3 separate regions of the Pan troglodytes genome follow, and all the other regions are linked to region 3. Evidence: chromatin contacts called from public HiChIP or PLAC-seq data. All regions are on one chromosome and are shown on one strand. Each heading gives the region's core, a stretch centred on a gene start, on an enhancer-like site or on the middle of the called end of the contact. The rest is flanking DNA. Distances are from core to core; before and after follow the strand shown. Region 1 holds the start of MTCL1 (microtubule crosslinking factor 1). Region 2 holds the start of RALBP1 (ralA binding protein 1). Region 3 holds the start of ANKRD12 (ankyrin repeat domain 12).

What was found. HiChIP or PLAC-seq counts read pairs in DNA pulled down with a chosen protein or histone mark.
Region 1: an H3K4me3 HiChIP or PLAC-seq map of stem cell-derived excitatory neurons shows a contact between it and region 3, with 3 times the contacts expected there. The contact joins the promoter of MTCL1 here to the promoter of ANKRD12 in region 3. A contact is called at or near these places in 1 of 7 Hi-C or Micro-C datasets (stem cell-derived neural progenitor cells) and 1 of 1 datasets of contacts at active chromatin or transcription factors (stem cell-derived excitatory neurons).
Region 2: a contact with region 3 is called in an H3K4me3 HiChIP or PLAC-seq map of stem cell-derived excitatory neurons, with 3 times the contacts expected there. The contact joins the promoter of RALBP1 here to the promoter of ANKRD12 in region 3. A contact is called at or near these places in 1 of 7 Hi-C or Micro-C datasets (stem cell-derived neural progenitor cells) and 1 of 1 datasets of contacts at active chromatin or transcription factors (stem cell-derived excitatory neurons).

What each region holds. Positions count from the first base shown.
Region 1 is chr17:22,196,504-22,199,218 of NHGRI_mPanTro3-v2.0_pri, forward strand. It overlaps MTCL1 (microtubule crosslinking factor 1), which reads right to left and starts at 1,253. Exons shown (of 16, transcript XM_016933321.4): 1 at 1-1,253. The coding sequence starts at 910.
Region 2 is chr17:21,422,242-21,425,102 of NHGRI_mPanTro3-v2.0_pri, forward strand. RALBP1 (ralA binding protein 1) reads right to left here and starts at 1,611. Exons shown (of 10, transcript XM_001138420.7): 1 at 1,413-1,611.
Region 3 is chr17:21,768,002-21,770,864 of NHGRI_mPanTro3-v2.0_pri, forward strand. ANKRD12 (ankyrin repeat domain 12) reads right to left here and starts at 1,308. Exons shown (of 14, transcript XR_008540718.2): 1 at 1,168-1,308.

The DNA.
Region 1 (2,715 bases), core at 3-2,502, 430 kb after region 3:
CCCGGACATCCTCCGCCACGCCGGGCCCCGCGAAACCCCCCGAAACCCCGCCCGGGATGCTCCGGCCCCCGGGACAGGCGCCCGCGGCGAGGGGCGCGGCGAGGAGCGCTGGGGGCTCGGGGCTGCCCGGCGGCGCTCCTCGGGCTGCGGGGCTCGGCGTCGGCGCTCCTCGTGGTGGTTCACGGTCGCTGGAGCCCGTGCCGGATTCGGCGTCGCTGCTGGCGGCAGGGAGCAGGCGCTGCTCGTCGGACAGGGGTTCGGAGGGGCAGTCAGAGAGGTCGGAGCTGCTGTCCGTGTGGCTGATGCGCGAGCAGCGGGCCGGGGACCCGGCCACCGAGGTCACCGCGAGGGTCACGGCAGGGATCCGGGCGGCCGGGGTCGGGGGGCCGATGGTGCGGGCGGGTGGCGCCCGGGAGCCGCGCTTGGCTTTGCGGCCCTTGGCAGCGGCAGACGGCGGCTCGGCTCCGGGAGGCTTCCCAGCCCGGGACAGCGGCTCCGCGGGCGCCACGCGCGCCGCCCTCCTGCTTCCCAGGGCAGCCTTGGCACCGCCCGCCGCTCTGGCCCCGGCGCCCGGCGGGGGCTTGTCCTTCGCGCCCGGGACGCCGCCACTGCGCCGAGAGAGGCGGCCGGGCGCGGCCAGGGACCCCGGCGAGGGCGGCGCTTTGCCCGCGAGGTTGGGCGAGCGCGGGGCGGCGGGCGCCGGGGCTCGGCCCGAGGAGGGGACGGCCGGGCCGGGCGCGGCGGGCCGGGCGTGCAGGTCCTTGAGGAACGGTCTGGCGGGCGAGGGCGCACGGTGCAGCCGCCGCCTTTCGGCCACCGGGTGGAGGTGGTGGTGGCGGTGGTGCTGGCCAGGCGGCTGCAGCTTCGCGTCCGGGGCACCTCCGCCCGCGGGGCCGTTCAGTGTCTCCATGGCCGGGTCCGCGGGCAGCAGCTCAGGCAGCAGATGCTCCGGACGACGACGGCGGCGGCGGCGGCGGCGTGCAGCCTCCCCGCGCGCTCTCTCATCACTGTCCCAGCCCCGCCCGGGCTGCGCCCCGCGCTCCCGCCGTCCCCGCCCCCCGCACCCCGGCCCCGAGGATTCCCGCGGGGCTCGCCGCCGCCGCGCTCGCCCCTCGCTGAGGTCACCGCGGATCGAGTTCTCCCGGCTCAGCAGCGCGGCAGCTCCCAGCCGCTCGCATCCCCGGACCTCGCGCTCCGGGCTCGCGGTCACCGGTGCCGCGGCGGCGCTGGCGGCGCGCGCCCGGCTCCCGCGTCCCGCTCCCCGCCCACCGCCGGCCCGCTGCTGCCCGTGCCCGCCCCCGCCGCTCCTGGCTGAGAGAAGCCGCACGCGCGCGCCCCACCTCCCCGCCGCCCAGCGCCCTCGCCCAGGCCCGTGCGCATGCCCCGCCTCCAGCCAGCCGGCGCCGTGCAGGGGAGGGGCGAGGGAAGGGGCGGGGGCTTGCGCTCCCCGGGGGGCGGGCGCCCGGCAGGGGCGGGGCGGGGAGGGGCGGGGCCTGCGCACCCTTGGGAGCAGGCGCAGGCTGGATCCATGGGGCCTCGCTGCCCGGGGACCCTCCTTGCTTTTTGAGGCCCTAGAGACGCTGCCAGGAGCTAGGGAGGAAGGGAAGAGGCGGAGGTGAAGTGGTGGCAAGGGGCGGCGCCGGCCACTTGGGGAAGGCGTGTGCCGCGGCTGACAACACCCCCCTCATGCCTCTCCATCCGCCGCCCGCCTCCCCGAGGCCAGTCACCTCCCTCGTTGTCCTCTCCAAGCTGTGCCCCTGGTCCCCGAGCTCCTTTAAGGATCGCTGGTACCCGACGCAGCTCTCGCGTCAAAACGACACGGCGGGCGCTCCACAGTTGGCACCCCCGTGGCCTCGGGAGCTCAGGAGGAGCTGCTGCCCAAACAGGAGGAGCGCTCGCCAAAGCTGGGGGGTCAGAAAGGGAACTCACATTTATAGTTCCGGCTGCAAGCCAGGCCTGCTGGCCACTTACTGAGCAGTGTTTTATTTAAGCCTCACCACAGTCCCAGATTGGAATTGCTGTCTTCGGTGAAGACTAGGGCACCGGCGCTGGGAGGTGAAGTCACTTGCCTGCGATGCCTCACCCAGTCCCTAGCTGAGCGGGTTTAAACCCAGGTCCTCAGGATTCCGAGTCCTGCAGGCTTTCCGCTCAGAGCCCGGAGCCCGGCCACCGGTTCTACCACTTGAGTCTCCCATGCGCAAGGCACTAGACCTTTCTGAGCCCCAGTTCCCTCGCCTGTATCATTAAAACGTACTGCCACCTAAGCATGTGTGAAGATTTAGCAAATACCAGAACACACCGTGCAAACTGTAAAGTACAGTTCACATACCATTGGGTGCAGTTTATGTCCCAGGCGTTGGATGTTGGCCAGTGCCCATAGGAATAAGGGCCAGCCTGTCCTCCAGCCCTGGCGTTGCAGGAGGCAGAGGGTCAGGTAATAAATACAAGGAGGAGGGCGGGAGCATAACCCCGCCTGGTGAGGCTCGCATTTTCCTGGAAGGGCGGGTTGGTCTCTCAGCTGAGGGCCCAGGACACAGTAGAGCCTGCAGAGAGCAGGGCCTCTAGGCGGGGAGGCAGGTAGGTTAGGGATTAGAGGGGAGACTGGAGGGTGTGTGGCACCAAATATCCTACCAAGGCCGTTGGGCATTATCCTAGAGGCGGTAGCCACGGGGTATTCTGAGCAAGATGATCTGATGTGCTCAAAAAGACCCCGGG
Region 2 (2,861 bases), core at 361-2,860, 350 kb before region 3:
TGACCACTCCACTAAATAAAAAATTCAGCGAAAGCTTTTCTAACAAGGCTGGATGGAGCACTAACTCAACGGCCAAACGGCTGCACTTCCTGTACATGCACGTTCAAAACACCTCGAATTAACATGCTAGGGACCTTGAAGAACTGTACTAGGCCTTGCTCAAGAGGAAGGCTTTGTAATACTGAATCCCAAAACTTGAAACAGCAGAATTACTTCAGGGAAGACGGAGGTGTTAAATATTCTGTAAAACCTGTTTCACTCTCACAACCATCAGTTTTAAAAAAAAGAGGGAGAACACTGACCTCATTAAGAGCATTCTGACAACACACATAGTTGAACATGAGTTGTGAAAAGAATTTTCAACTTCAGATCTGTCCGTCCATTCCCACTGAAACCTGAAGGAAGGATCGCAGCACCCAAAGGCGCCCACTGCTCAGTGCCAGCGGTGGGCGACACCAGGAGCCTGTCCTGGTCCCCTGGGTAAGCCCCGGAGCCTTGCCACTATGCCGGGCACGATCCACCAACCGTGAGGGCTGGGTCCCCTAGCCTCTGTCCAGGCGCCCCCCAAGAGCTTCCCCGAGGCCTGGGGACTCCTAACTCTCCACCCTCGGCCCCCGAGAGCACCACAAACGAGGACGCCACGAAGGGAGGCCCGTCGGCCAGTGGGAGGGACGCACGGCCAAGGGGGGCGAAAACTGGGGCGAAGCTTTCCGGGGAGGAACCCACGCCGGGGGCAGCCACGCCCCCCACCCCCAACTTCAAACCCGAGCCCTGCGAGCACCGAGCCCCACACGCTGCCTGACAGACGCGGGCGCGAGGCCGGCGCGGGAGAGGGTTCCTCGGGCACTCCAGGGGTATCTCCGCGACCCTAGCACGCGACCGCTCCCTGAGACTGACCTGTGCCTGCCGCCGCGCGACCGTCCGCCCCGCCGCAGCCTCCGCCTCCTCGCGCTCACGCTGCCGCCGCAGCCACCGGAGCCGCCTCCTGCGCTGCGCCCCAGGCCGGCCTCGGGCGCCCCATTCCCACCCCGCCCAGCCTCCGCCTGTTTACAATGATTGGGACGGAACGGGACGAGGCGGTCCAGCGCGCACGCGCATTCCCTCCTCCCGCCGCAGCCGGCTTCCCGGATCCTCCTCTCCGCTCAGACGGCTGAAGCCGTCAAGGGCAGGCGACCTGGGCTCTCGGGCGGGGCGCGCCGGGAGGCGTAGTTCCCAAGGCCCCGGCGTCCAGCCAGCCCGAAGGCCTCTCGCCAAGGAAGTAAACTACAACACCCAGGAGGCACCGCGCCTCCTTCGTCCCCAGGCTCGCTGAGGAGACTGAAGAAGAGCGCGAGAGAACGCGCCGAGCGCCAGTGCTCTGCAGGCGCCTGCGCAGTCGGTGGCCTTGCGGGTTTCGGGGACGGACGGCTTACCCCGGCGTGGTGCTGGCGAAGGTGGCTCGCGGGCATCTCCTGCAACGGCCTTGAGGATGGAAAGGGCTTTCCTCTCCACGCTCTGGCCAGCCTGCGCCTCAGCTTCCGAAGTTGAGAGCTTTCCTTGCGCCAGCGTGCTTTAGTCGTTCCAACCAGTTAAACCAGACTGGGGGCCGCCTGGCTTGCCGCTGGGTGGGGCGGCTGCCCCGCCTTCGACTGGGTGTGGGATTGGAGGAAGGAGCGCCGTGGGCCTGTAGGGATAGGCGGGAATAAACCTCTGTCGGGAACATCCACGGAATTCCTGAAGCGGGTGTGGGCTTCTGCAGGGCTTCAGCGCGCCCCCGGCTCAGCAGTTACCGAGCAGCCCCCGAGGAAAGCTGCCCAGTCCGTGTTTGGCTGGCAGTAGAGATAACTGAATTTCTTCGAGAAGCCTTTCACCCAGGCTTGTTGAGTTGCTCTGCTAATGCGTAGCGAAGGCTGGAAACGGCTTCAGCAGTCTTCGTGTTTTCTGAAATGTGGCAGTTTATTAGGGGAGAGGAGGGACTTGGAATAGACGACCCTCCCTGTCACTTGCATTCCTACGTGCAGCACTCTGTGGCACCTCGTTGCCCGTTTAGATTGGCCGCTGCGATCCATCTTGCTCTCTGCTCCCACATCAGCTTTCCTCAAAGCGGGCGGTAAATTTGTCCCTAGTACTCTGCGCTCCCTACTCAGTAAAGTTCAACCCCTGGGGCCTTAGATTCGTTCAGGGGCCTCCCACGAGTGGATATGGGATGGTCTGAGGTAGCCATTGGTCTTTGACTTTCGGAACAGCCTTCTCATGGCTCCTCTCGCAGTAGAACAGTCTCCTCTGACCACTGGGTTGGGCAGGTGAGCATGGCAGTGACAATTCTCTGCCTGTGACAGCACTGATTCGGCCAAGGGGCGGGCACTGATCCACGCTGGGCCTTATGGAGGCCTTGCCTGAAGCTGCTATGTGGATGCAGGAGGGGAGCAGAGGGAGTTTTCTACTGAGGCAATTGCTGATGGACGTGTTTCTTGCAACATCGAGTGGCCTAGCCAAAGGTGAGGGTGTGAAAGAGAAGAAAGGAGAAATGGCAAGGGAGAAAGAGCTGGCAGAATGTAGACCGTGGTTTCATTTGGAGGGCATGGTTTGTGGAGCTCTTTAAGTGCTGTGAGCATGTGAGCCTAAGTGGGTGAGCCCACTCATTCATTGATTTATTATTTGGAGCCAATATGTGTGGATATAGAATGTATTTGTTGGCTGCCACTTGAGCATTTTTTCCTTCCATTTAAGCCAGGCAACATAACCATTCCCTCTAGCAGCAGAGATGGTCACAAGCCCAGTCAGAAACAATGAACCCACAAAGACTGGGGCTGAGGCTTCCAGTAAACTGTAGCTTCCTTGCTCCTCTAGCATGGTGTAAGTATATGATGCCTGGAAATGTG
Region 3 (2,863 bases), core at 58-2,557:
ATACATGACTGAAGATGCAGGCTCATTTCAACTTTAGGATTAGAGGTAATTCCGAACCATTACATACACAGCACTGGATCTGCAACACACTTCACCTTAGTTCGCAGTTTAACCACGGGTGTCCAGTGGAAATTACAATCCCGGTGACTACACTGCTTTAAATGTTTCCTAAGGTTTCAACGAGTGCAACAGTAACTTCCTATCCCAGACAGCGTCTTACTGTTATTACTAAAACAGCTGTCAGCTAAGCTTCGCATACCTCTTTGTACAACCGTTTATTCAACGCTTTGGGATCTGTAAGGATGCGTCATTCCACATCACTCCTCAAAACGAGATCTAAGAACCTGACGTGCTCCAGGGGTCTTGAAGCATCACAAGTGGGCACTTGAAAAACGATGACGGGAACTGCCTGTCCAATGCGGCAAGGTTATTTTACACTGGCATTTAAGACAGAACTGTAGAGTGGCTGCTCTTTCCCCGGACACTACTAAAGCAGCAATTTCCCCTTCTTGCTTTCATCCACCTCTCCCAGGACCCGGGTACCTCCGACGCTCCCGGCCCGAGCGGCCGCGGCAGACTCCCCGGCGTCGGCGCACGCTCGGCGGCTGGCGGCGGGAACGCGCGGCGGGCCGGGCGCGCCCCCGCCCCCGCGGATCCGACCGCCGCACGCCAGCGGCGCCCTCTCGGCCGCGCACACTCACACTCGCACGCACACGCTCCTCCGGCCCCGCCATGTTCCGGGAGGCGGCGGCAGCCCAGCCCCGCCAGCCGCGGTGAGGGGCGCCCGCGACGAGGCCACCTCGCGGCCCTCCGCCCGGCCCCCGCCCCGCCCCGCGCGGCGCCCCCGCCCAGTTGGCGGCTCCCACCTGCGCCGCGGCTCCTCGCGACGCCGGGAGGGGCGGCGGCGGGCGGGGCCCCGGCGGACCCGCGCCGGGGGGCACTAACGGCCTGTCACTGTCAGGCGAGCTACGGCTCGGGCCAGGCTGGGCGGGCGGCGCGTCGGGACCGGGTGGGGCGGGCAGGGCGCGTCCCCTACCTTGCTCTGGGGAGGGGGAACGGGAGCAGCGCAGAACTGAGGGGATCTCCTCCCTGGCGCCGGGGACAGGCTCGAAACCGCGCCCCTCCTTCCTCCTTTCCTGTCGCCACGCCCCCCTCACCCGTACGGACCCGAGGCAAGGCCGGCGCAGGAGGCTTCACCCCCGGAACGAGTGCTTCGGCGTAGCCGTCGCTGTCGTTGTCTTCGTCGCCGCTGCAGCCGCCTGTAAAGCCGCCGGAGCCGGGCTTGAAAACATCTCCGGTCTCGGTCCGTCTCTCACCACAGCCTCCTCGCTCCCAAGACAGCGTCGCCCCGCGATTGGCTGCGACGCGAGCACGTGACACCCGCGGACACGTGACTACCGCGGGCACGGGACGGGCGGCGTGACCGCCCCGCCCCCCGGCGCCCGCCCCTCCTGCTGCTCAGCCAGGCTCCGCGAGCCGCAGGGCGGGGAAGCGGGACGTACCAAGCGGCAGGCGGCGGAGGGGTGCGGGCCGGAACTCCGCCCTTCGTGCTGGTCGGTCTCCACGCCCCACTCGGACTAGTGTCACCGCCTCCCCGCCGCAGACACTATCCGACAAAGGAGGGGGAATCAAAGGCTGGGCGAAGAGGCAGGGCAGGCGCCCGTGACGCTGCTGGGCAAGCGGGCTCTGCAGTAGCATTTGTGGCGACCGTGGCAGTGGCTGTGACTGGAAGCTTCTGGAAATGGCGGCGATGAGGACCCCCACATAGGGTATTCACCTGTTATTTTTACACGGGGTGGGTGGACGAGCGTGATCCAACTCAGGCAAAATGACGCTGCGACCGCAGCCCGAGGACTAGGCGAAGTTCCCCCGCTAAGCCGGCGGCGGCCGTCTAGCCCCACACCAGGCCGGAGAAGCTGCAGCTACGCCCAGAGCCCGCGGCCCCCCGCCTCAGGTGGGGCCCTGGGCCCCGCCCCGAAAGCGCGATAGCGTGCACCTACCCTGGGACCAGGGGGTCTAGAGCGCGTCCCCTCCCAGCCACGCCTTCCAGTGGCCTTTTTAAAGAGGAATTCAGTGCATCCTCCCACACGTAGTGTTGGGGATTTGAGAGGGAGCTGCTCAGGTACTAGGAAGGATGCCGGAGGAAAATTGACCGTCGCAGCGTGGCAGCAGCGTGTACTCACTCCCTTCTGGGCGCGTTATTTACGTAGAGGTTAATCTGCAGCAACAGCGTCTGTTTATGACTTAGTGCATGCAGTTACAAGTTTATGTTACACTGTTCTTTAACGTCTTGATGAACTGAGGGTTCAGGTGTGATCACAGCAGATGAAGTGACATTCAGACCTGACAGGGAAGGCGAGGTCCCATCAAATTACTATATAAAGCATAAACCTGCATTAAAGATCAGGAGTTTTTCCTTTCCTGGGTTCCTGATTTCTCCTACCTACAAATCTTTAGGGTCAACAAGACTAGAAAAAGAGCACCTTATGGCTAGAGGTGGAATAGTGTTACATTTAACTTGGTTATTTATGATGTGAAATACAAAGAAAAAAACAGTCGCCTATGAGAAAGTCAGGAGAGCTCCAGGGTAGGACATTTTCATTGTTACTTTTTTGTGCCACTTGGAAAATTAACTGTTGTTTACCTTCTCTCAATTAAAAAAAAAAATCTTAAAGATATACTTAAAAATAATCGTTATAGCCGAGCGCAGTGGCTCACGCCTGTAATCCCAGCAATTTGGGAGGCTCAGGCGGGCAGATGGCTTGAGCCCAGGAGTTTGAGACCAGCCAGGGCAACATAGTAAGACCCTGTCTCTAAAAAAATATATGAAAATTAACCAGGCTGGTGGCGCCTGCCTGTGCTC